Regions from separate parts of the Gossypium raimondii genome. Here region 2 is linked to region 1. Evidence: chromatin contacts called from public Hi-C data. All regions are on one chromosome and are shown on one strand. The core of a region is the stretch at or near the end of the contact, and the rest is flanking DNA. Distances in the headings are between cores, read along the strand shown.

The links. A called contact is a pair of places that touch in the nucleus more often than the background predicts.
Region 2: a Hi-C map of leaf shows a contact between it and region 1, with 2.0 times the contacts expected there. The contact joins the promoter of LOC105791599 here to the enhancer-like site in region 1. A contact is called at or near these places in 2 of 2 Hi-C or Micro-C datasets (both in leaf).

Annotation. Positions count from the first base shown.
Region 1 is chr8:44,815,037-44,819,597 of ASM2569854v1, reverse strand. No RefSeq gene overlaps it. Among protein-coding and RNA genes, the nearest start is that of LOC105793657, 8.9 kb to the right of the region's middle. Within about 2 kb of position 1,612, the one cell type or tissue checked has open chromatin away from gene starts, as enhancers often do. A contact at or near this core is called in leaf, where this site is marked.
Region 2 is chr8:44,885,220-44,890,356 of ASM2569854v1, reverse strand. LOC105791599 (FT-interacting protein 3) reads right to left here and starts at 2,357. Exons shown (of 2, transcript XM_012619723.2): 1 at 2,212-2,357; 2 at 1-1,496. The coding sequence starts at 1,422.

The DNA of each region.
Region 1 (4,561 bases), core at 363-2,862:
CAGTAAAGAATTCTGAATCGATAACCTATTAAATGTGCCGATGTTATCTGCCCAGGTTGACGATAGAAAATGGGTCAAACCTCTAAAAAACTGCATTAAAATTAACTTTGACGCTTCTATTGGGAATAACAGAACTGGATATGGGGTTATTATAAAGGATGATGACGGGCTTTTTTTTGGGTGGAGGTGGTGGCTTCAAAGAAATAGAGTTGTCTATTGAGGAGGCTGAGTGGTATGCTTTTGACGAAAGTATTAAAATTGCGTGTCGTCTTAATATTCAAGGTGATGTGCTTTTTAAGTCAGACAGTGCAGGGTTGGTCAACAAAATAAATGGCCAGAAAAGGGATTTGACAATTATTGGCGAGCAGATTAAGGAAAGTATTAAGGCCTTTGTTAATTTTCGGTCTACTACCTGTATTTGGACTAATCAGCATTGTAACTCTGTGGCAGATCTTATTTGTATAAAAATGTTTGTGGATGCTTGTAATTGGTTCTTTGATATGGATTATCCATAATGATATAATCTGTGATGCTATTTGAATGAATTTGTCTTGACCTTTGTGTTCGTTTTTTACTCAAAAAAAAAAAGAGTATTATTTACCGATGAAAGCTTAGTTTTGTTAGCAAAAATCTTTAAGTATTGTTATAAGTTTTATTTAATTATACTCCGAGAATTCTTAAAATAAAAATCATAATAATTTTAAAATGAAAATTATGATAATCAAATTGTTTTTATCTTTAAATCAAATTAATTTTTTGTAAGTTACGGATTCATGATTTAACTTATTTTACTAAAAAAAAATCTTACAACCCATATTCCAATTTCAATTAATTCTCAACACTATTATGCAATTAATTGATATTAAAATTATTGAAATCGGGCTTTTACTTGTAACGCGAGGCTAGACTCCCTAAAATATAAAATTTTATTTTTAATTAATTTAGTAAAATGTAAAATTATACTTCTCTGAATGATAGAATTTTAATTTAGTCATTTAAAATTATAAAGATATAAGTTATTAAAAATCAATTTATATTTTAATTTATAAAAATATATAATTTAATTTTAATTTTGAGAGAACTTTTGACTCACCCCTACTTGTAACATCATAGTAAAATAAAAACAAAGTTGGGTGTTATGGTTTTTATTTTAGTAATATAGAAGAAGGATTTAATTCGATCTAATGATTAAAAACATTATAGTTCTCATTGTTCTTATTTTAAGAGTTTTCATTATGATTATCATATTATATTTCAATTTTTGTTCATTTGTAATTTATATTTATTTAATTTGATTTTATAATTATTTGTATTTATTATTGCTTACACTTATAAACTCTAAAAACATTTATTAACAAAATTTTAATATTAAAGAAAAGTAATTTAAGCCACTTATTAGCAAAATTTTAATACTTGAGGTAGTATGGAACAAAGGCTTTTCTAAAGTTTGCTTGGGTTGGTGCCAGAAGGGTGAAACTGAAGTTGAAAATTTTTTATTCTGATAGAAAATTTGTTGCATTTAAGTTTTCGGCTAAGTTGTACAGAATGGTTTCTTTCAATTGCCGACCAATAAATGAATGTAGACATTCTGACATGCCAAAACCAAGTCCCACAAAGCTTCAATTTCAGGGCCCACAAGCCTAGTACAATTTCAAGAGCATCCCAATGCTTCAATCACTTATAGCTTAGCTATGAGAAAATAGAAATTCTTAGTAATATTTTGTTATCCATAATTTCTAAAATGAGATATTATTATAGTGTAATTTTATGGGTTCATTTTAAATCTATAGTTGTAGTTAAAAGATAATAAAAAATAGGAAAATATAGTAGTTTGATCAAGTCACGTTAGAAATTAAGAAATTGTGTTGGTAACTTGAAACTTGTTAGACCAATTTTTGTTGCGTGAAGATAAAATAAACTTCCAAAAAAATTAACGAAGACATCAAGGCGTGTATCAATGCTACCTTTTTTAAGGTTTTATTCGCCTCACCTATATTATGGTGTGCAAAAGAATTATTGGCAAATAAACTTTAAGGATACAATAAAGCCCAATGACTGTTTACGTTTTACACTGGCGGAAACAATCTACTGAGCACCGAGTGGAGCATAGCAAGGATATCAATTTCTATAAAGAATTTCTATAATAATTCTTTATAAAACAACCTAGGAATATAAAATATGGTTGGAGAAATAGAAAGAAACTTTATTTCTATGCTTTTGGGATTGCTATACAAATGAAAATTCACTTATTTTTATAAGAGACCTCGTGTCTTTTCATAGGGATATAACTACCCAAATGGATAGTCATATCTTTAGCAATAACCATAATTACTTAATAGATATCTATTTGAATAATTATGACTATTTATTAATAATTGATCGTCGCCAGACGTGCAAACATCTAAATTAGAAATATTGCTACAAAAAGATATAAAATTAAGCAGCGGTGTTCGCAAGTATACAGGTCAAATTGTAATATAGATTTGTGTTACAACGAAACACTTCGGGAAACATTCCGAGTATTGTACCCAAAGAAGGTTGAATTAAAACTAAATTAACTCTTTACACAACTTTACTATCATTGTTGGGCTCAGTTGATTGATCCTGAAGAATAAATTATAATTAATCAAAATTCGATTAAAATGAAGCCATACAAATATAAGCACTGTAATGGTACCTTATCAAACTAATAATCATCGGATTAATGTCCAGTCTCACTTAATTCATTATCCGATATATTATAATTTGAATCACTTATTTCTGCAGTGGTTGAGGTTTTACTAACATCAACACCAAAGATTCGAAAAGTTCAAAAATTATATCTAAGTTTTCCACAACTTTAACAAGTATGACTTCTTTTCTTCTATTCCTCCTGTTTCTTTGGAATCTGGTTGTATTGCTTACAAAGGACTTCAACTCTTGCATTTTTACTCAAGCCTTTGTTTTTTTAATTTAGAAGAAGCAAAATAAGTTGCAATCATCTCAGCTCAAAATCTTCCAACTCTCTCAAAATCTTCTTAACTTTTTGAGGTAGAGTACAAAACATGATTGAAAAGAGAAATTAATGAACCTTCTCGCAGTTTCTCCATTGCATCACTTTCAATACCAGGATAGAAGGATGGCAAAGTGGCATCTCTTGCATTTTTTGTCCAACAATTCATTAAGCATAAATCTGATATTGACTCCATATGCTCAATTTTCATTACAAATATAGCATGTCTGAAAGGAAACCCTTCCATTTCAAACATTTGACATGAACATTTCATAGTGTCGTCCATTGAATTGTAACACAATTTTGTCTTTTTCTCAGGTCACAAATAACGTCTTAGCCTATAAACTCTTATATGCTAGTCCATTTCTATAACATTCCCTTTTTAGATGATCACGCCCTACCTACTTAGCTCTTTTTGGAATCACTTGAATGAATTTTGGGTATAAACTTCGGCGGCATGTTTCTCAACTAGTTGAATGAAGCTTATAGCCACAAGTTCACTTTGCCTCATATCAAAAAAATAAAATTCTACTTCCAATCTATGCATGGTTACTATTACACTATCAATCGAATATAAAAAGTGAAGCAATAAAGATCTACTTCTCTTAATATACTTCTTTCGGAATGAGTTGTACCCTTTACAACTAAATTCCATTTTCGTACATCTAAAGAATTTACCAGTCAAAAAAGTTAGCACCCACATCCATCTTGTGTTATATTTGTCTAAAATCCAAGGATTCTTATGTAGGTCATATGTCTCAATCATGTTTTTCCACTCTCGGTCAAATTTATCTTCGATCCACCATGAATACATGCATATTTTAAATGCCTTTAGAACTTCAACTTTGTAGATATGAGAGACAACATTCTTTTGTATGTGCTAGATGCAAAGTCTATGGTTAACTTTTGGCATTACTATTTTCAAGGTTAAAAGCATTGCCTAAACCCTATCCGTAACCACCGAGACTGGGTTTTTCATTCTCATGCAACGTAGAAACTCATTCAACACCCAAACAAAACTATCATATTTCTTATTTAACAAAGTTGCAAATGTAAATGTGATTGTTTAATTATGATTATTCACTCTAACAAATACCAAAATCGAGAGATTTTAGCCATTCTTCTTGTATGTTGTATCTTATGCAACAATGTAACACCCATAACCCAATCCAGTCGTCGGACCCAAGTTACAGAATGTTACAGTCATAACTGAAATAAAACACATTCAAATCACGTTGATTATCTCAAATAAACATTGAATACTTCATAAATGCATAATTATTGCTCAAATTTAGCAAAAATCATCCAAACATAGTCAATTCAATTTATGGTTAACAAATTCATCATTTCTCAAATCATATACGAGTTTATGTATGCTTCAATACCATCTAGAATTTAACTAGGATTAATTTGCAACATTTTTAAAATTTCAGTTCAATTATAAATCAAAACAATTCAGAGCTCAATTTAATCATCATAAATCAATAGTCAATCATTATTCATGGCATATATGTTAAAATGAAACTTAAGTCGAGTCCACGGGACCTTAAAATAGTTTAGAAACAAATA
Region 2 (5,137 bases), core at 1,108-3,607, 70 kb before region 1:
AACAAACATAAACTCTTCGTTCCAGATTGGATTCATATTTCGAGTTTGGACTGATTTTGTCTTTAAGATCTGGTTACCAATCTGAACCTTAACATATGCATCAGGAAACCTGCTCTTGTCAGCTGGAACAAGGTCTTGAGCCTCGATAACATTGACACGGACATACCACAGTCTCGGAGAGTGATAAACTTTTGAGCGGATATATGTCAGGGAAACTGAAGTGCTATCACCTGGAGCAATAGCATCCGAATGCCAAGCATCGGGAAAAGCCTCATCAGCCTGTGTGCCATACCAAACTGCAAGCATCAGTTCTCCTTTCTTTTTCTCTCCTTTCTTATCTTCTAACCGATACCATTCCGCAGCCAACGGACTATCAGGTGGAACCCTTGTAGGAACCTCGTGGAGATCAATGCGCACAAACCCAACAGAGTCATCTTTCACTAAAGCCTTATCCTTCACAACAACTTCTAGCACAGATGACTGCACTGTTTCCCTTGAAAAGGCAAACACCTGATTCCATTCTGGATTTTGTTTCTTTTCATAATGCTTCGTGATTCCTTTGTAGTTTCCTACTTTCACTTCAACATACGGATCGAGGCTGCCTGTCGCATCTTTTGAAGGAAGATCTCGGGCTTTCACCACTCGTACGAAAAGGAATCTCATCTGCTCAACAAGGTCATAGGTGCTGGTTGGTCTGTCTCCTCGTATGACTCGGCCTCCAACAATTCGTCCTCCTCCAAGAAATGGACTTGTCTCTTTAAGAGCATAATCAAATGGTTGAGATGATGAACCCGGGAACATGTTGACAACTTTCGATGCCTGTGGTCCGGATTTCATCTCATGTACTCCATAATTCATTTGTTGTTGGGGTGGTGCTGGGGTAACTTTTTGCTGCTGCTGTTGTGGCTGCTTTGCATTTGGAAGATGAAAAAATGTGTGTCTTTTACCATTTTTCTCTTTGGGAATTGACTTCGGGACTACATCCGGATCCATGGCTGGAAGTGGATTCGAGGGTTTTATCGAAGGATCATCAGTAACAAACACTTTCAAACCAAGCTCTCCTTTCGCACGGGAGAGAATGCTTCGTTTCTCAAGAGGGTAGTGCAAAACAACCGCATCAGAGTAATTCACGAACGATGGTGCAGTGAGTCGAACCTTCCCAAGACAAGTCTTCGCGTTGTTTGCTTTGTTATGGTTGTAAACAAAAGCTTCAAGTGGGAGGCTGGACAACTTGTTTGGATCCGATACGTTGAAATAGAAACTCTCGTTCCATACCGGACTGAGATCTTTCTCTTTAGTAGTGGTCCGGCATCTCTGGCCATCAAACTCGAGCTCCACAAAGGGACAGAATGATCCCTGTCCATCTTTGGCTAACAGGTCATGCGCCCCCACCACCTCCACCCCCAACTTGAGACTACTCATAGTTTGTATCAATCAAAGCGGAACCGGAAATCACTTTATTGACTATCGGTAATTTGAGTCGATCAAAATAATACCTGAAATAAAAAGATGAATTTCAGTCCCTCCATGAACAAATAAGCAAGCAATATCGAAAGGATTTAAGCACTGAAAATGCAAAAAGGCGCAAAACACAACAAATGAAAACAACAAGAACCCAGTATAATGAGAACTAGCATGAAACTGCAATGAATTTTGTTATATATAAATAACTATTTTTTTCAATTTAAATTATCCAAATTCTTGCCAATCAAGCAGTATATAATCTGTAATTTTATCATGTAAAATTATGAAAAACGAAAGTTGAGATTCCAGCCAGAGATTAAAAAGGGGAAATAATTCCATGAATTTTTTTCTCATACTAAAGCAAGATTCTGAGAGAAAGATACCATACTTTTGGTTCACATCAGAATATATATATACACACACATAGAATCTATTTTGATCCTTTTACAAGATAAAAGCTCAGTCTATGTTTCCTTCTGGGAAACAATTACTGGGTTTTTTTTTTTTTTGGTTATTTAAGAAACTTATAGCAAAAACTTTCCTCTATGAAAAGCGTCTATTTTTTTTTTTTTAAAGTTTGAAGAAAGAAAAGGAAGAATCAACTTACTTTTTTCAGGTTTCAAAGAACACCCAACAATCAGATATCAAGAGTAGAAAAAACCCTGAATACACAATAAAAATAAAATAAAATAATCGAACAAGAAGAAAAGGATTTAAGGGAATTTAAAGAGATTAAAAACAACTGACCTCTGTTTTAAAAGCTGAAAGCTCTGTTAGGAAAGTGAAAGGAAGCTTGAAAGGACTGTATATGATAGCATCTATGAAACTTAGGAGAGAAGGAGATTAATTTAAAAAATTAGAAATAAAATACAGTTGACCGAGAGAATATTAGAGAGCCGTCTAAAACGAGTAAAATGAAATGTTTTTTTTTTTTTTGAAGATGATGAAGAAAAATTAAAGAAAATCAAAACGAAATAAGAAGGGATTCACTGTTTAAATTTAATTATCAGTTTCCAACTTTCCCTTTTGGTTAAATTTCACGAAAGTCCCTGTAACATTTCGGGGAAATTTAGTTTATGTGCTAAAATTTGCTCATTTTAACCTCTTTGCTTTTTCAAAATGTGTATTTGTTAATTTTATTAAATAATTTCACTTGGATTATTTTTAAAATATATGTGCTGCAGCATATATACTTTGCATTTTTATTTTAGTTTTGGATAAATATTATACAGTTTTCTCTTTTCTTTAAACGTGTAAAAAATTGTTACCATATAAAAAATATCAAAATTTATATGCCAAATCATCATATTTTTTTAAAATTAAACCATTCCAAAGTATCTGACAAAATTAACAAAAAATAACCACCTATTTCGAAAATATAGGATCAGAAAGGATCAATTTACAATAGAAGGACTAAAAATGAAAAATGGTATAAAGCAGGGACTTTCAAGAAATATCGACCTTTTCTTGCACTTCTAATCTTATACGGCAACGATGCGGGTGTTGACGTTTTTTTTTTACAATTTCAACACTCTTGAATGTGCTCGCTAATGGCACGCGCTGTACTTTATTGACACGTGTGGTAATTATTTTCAAATTGCGTGTGGATGTCGTCTTTAGTTGACTGTTCTTTAATTTAATTTTGCGTGTTTTTCAAATTATTTTGACAACTTAACTGAAAATTAGATGATTGGTGGAAAAAAGAAACAGTAATTAAAATACGAAATGAAAAGTGAAACTCTTGGTCTCATTACGGTTAGAAATTAAGATGTTTTATTAAACTTTAGGGGTATAGTTAGGTATCAATTAAAAATAATTTATGAATAGGCCAGATAAATGGTTTTAGTAATAAAAATTATAAAAAAAAAAAGTGAATTTTATTGTGGGCTTTCCTCCTCCATTCATTTTCCACATTTTATTTCTGTGATCAACAGGAAATTAAAAAGCAAAATAGAATAAAAAGACCAAGAAAATAAAGCAAAACTTTTTGGTCCAAGGACTCATCCCAGACTAGTATTCATGCTTTCCTTATTCCAAAAAAAAAACTATTAGTTTGTGTGCTAACATTTAATAACACCAGCTAATTAGTTTTGGGAAATAAAATACAATTATTTACAGTAAAAGATGAAAACAAATTTGAAATTCGTAACTTAGTATTCTATCAAAAGAAATTCCTAAATTACTCAAACTTGATTTTATATGTACAAAACAACTTAAATGAGTAAAATTGTTCTCATGTAAAATTAATTAGGATTTTTTTTGCATATTTAAATATGTACAGAATAGTTGAATGAGGGTTTAATTATAATTTTTATATGTATAGTTGATATCGATTATTAATAAAATAGCAAGAAAATAAACATTATATATAACTTTATCTAACTGTTCTAGTGCATATTTGTTGGATTATTCCTTTTTAATATTTAATATGTGCTCCTTATTATCATTTCAACTTGAATCTACATCATTAAGATTATCAAGATTTCCTTCTTCCAAATACTATTTGCTAGAGTTGAGTAACTCGAAGCCTTGTTAAAATAAAATAAAAGTAAAATTCATATAGAACTATACTTTTTTTTTATTATTTTGCATTGATTAGAATAACATTTTCCAACCTTACTACACTTCATTTATTTGACATTGATTAGAATAATGTTTTTCAACCTATAAATAAACTCCTTTTGTATCATTCGAATTCGACATTAGTGAATTTCTTCTCCTCTACTTGTGGTTCTTTTCCCGAAAGGGTTTCCACGTAAAATCTGTGTGTTCTTATTTTTTCTTTTTTCTTTTTTTATTTTGCGATCGTTCTATATTTCCATTATCGATGTTAGTTCTACAAACTAGTATCAGAGTTTTTTGGGTTGCTTGTCTCGATCACGGTAATGGTGACAATGAAGTATGATATTCCGCTGTTGGATCGCAATACCAAATTTACATTGTGACAGGTAAAGATATAGGTAGTTCTTGAGCAAATAGATTTGGAGGATGCCCTACTAGGGTTAGATAAGATGCCTTCAATATGAACAGATGAATAGAAGAGATGTAAAGATCGAAAGGTTTTAATGCAATTACAACTGCATCTGTCGAATGAAATTTTATAGGGCATGTTGAAGGAGAAGACCGCCGTTGTATTATGGAAGAAGCTTGAGCAACTATGTTTGTCGAAAACCCTAATTAGTAAGTTGCATATGAAGCGGCGTCTTTATGCTCATCGTTTGGAGGAAGGTGCGTTTGTACACTAACACTTAACCGTGTTTAAAGAAATTATCTCAGACCTAGAGGTCATAGAGGTTCAGTATGATAAAGAAGATTTATAGTTAATTCTACTTTGTTTGTTGCCCCCATCTTATTCAACCTTTAGAGATACAATTTTGTATAGTCGAGAATCTTTCATAGTTGATGAAGTCTATGCTTTCTTAACCTCGAATGACAAGATGAAACATCTTGTGGTTGGATTTAACTCTTAGGGAGGGGGTCTCATTATTTATGGGAGACAAGAACGAAATGCTGATGATAATCGTGAGAGGACACAGGAACAAAATCATCGCAGTAAATCTAAGAGGAGATCGAGATTTTCAAATAGAGGTAAAACCTATAACTTCTACAAGAAGAAAGGACACATTAAGTCTGAGTGCTATAAGTTGCATAATAAGATCAAAAGGGAGGCTGT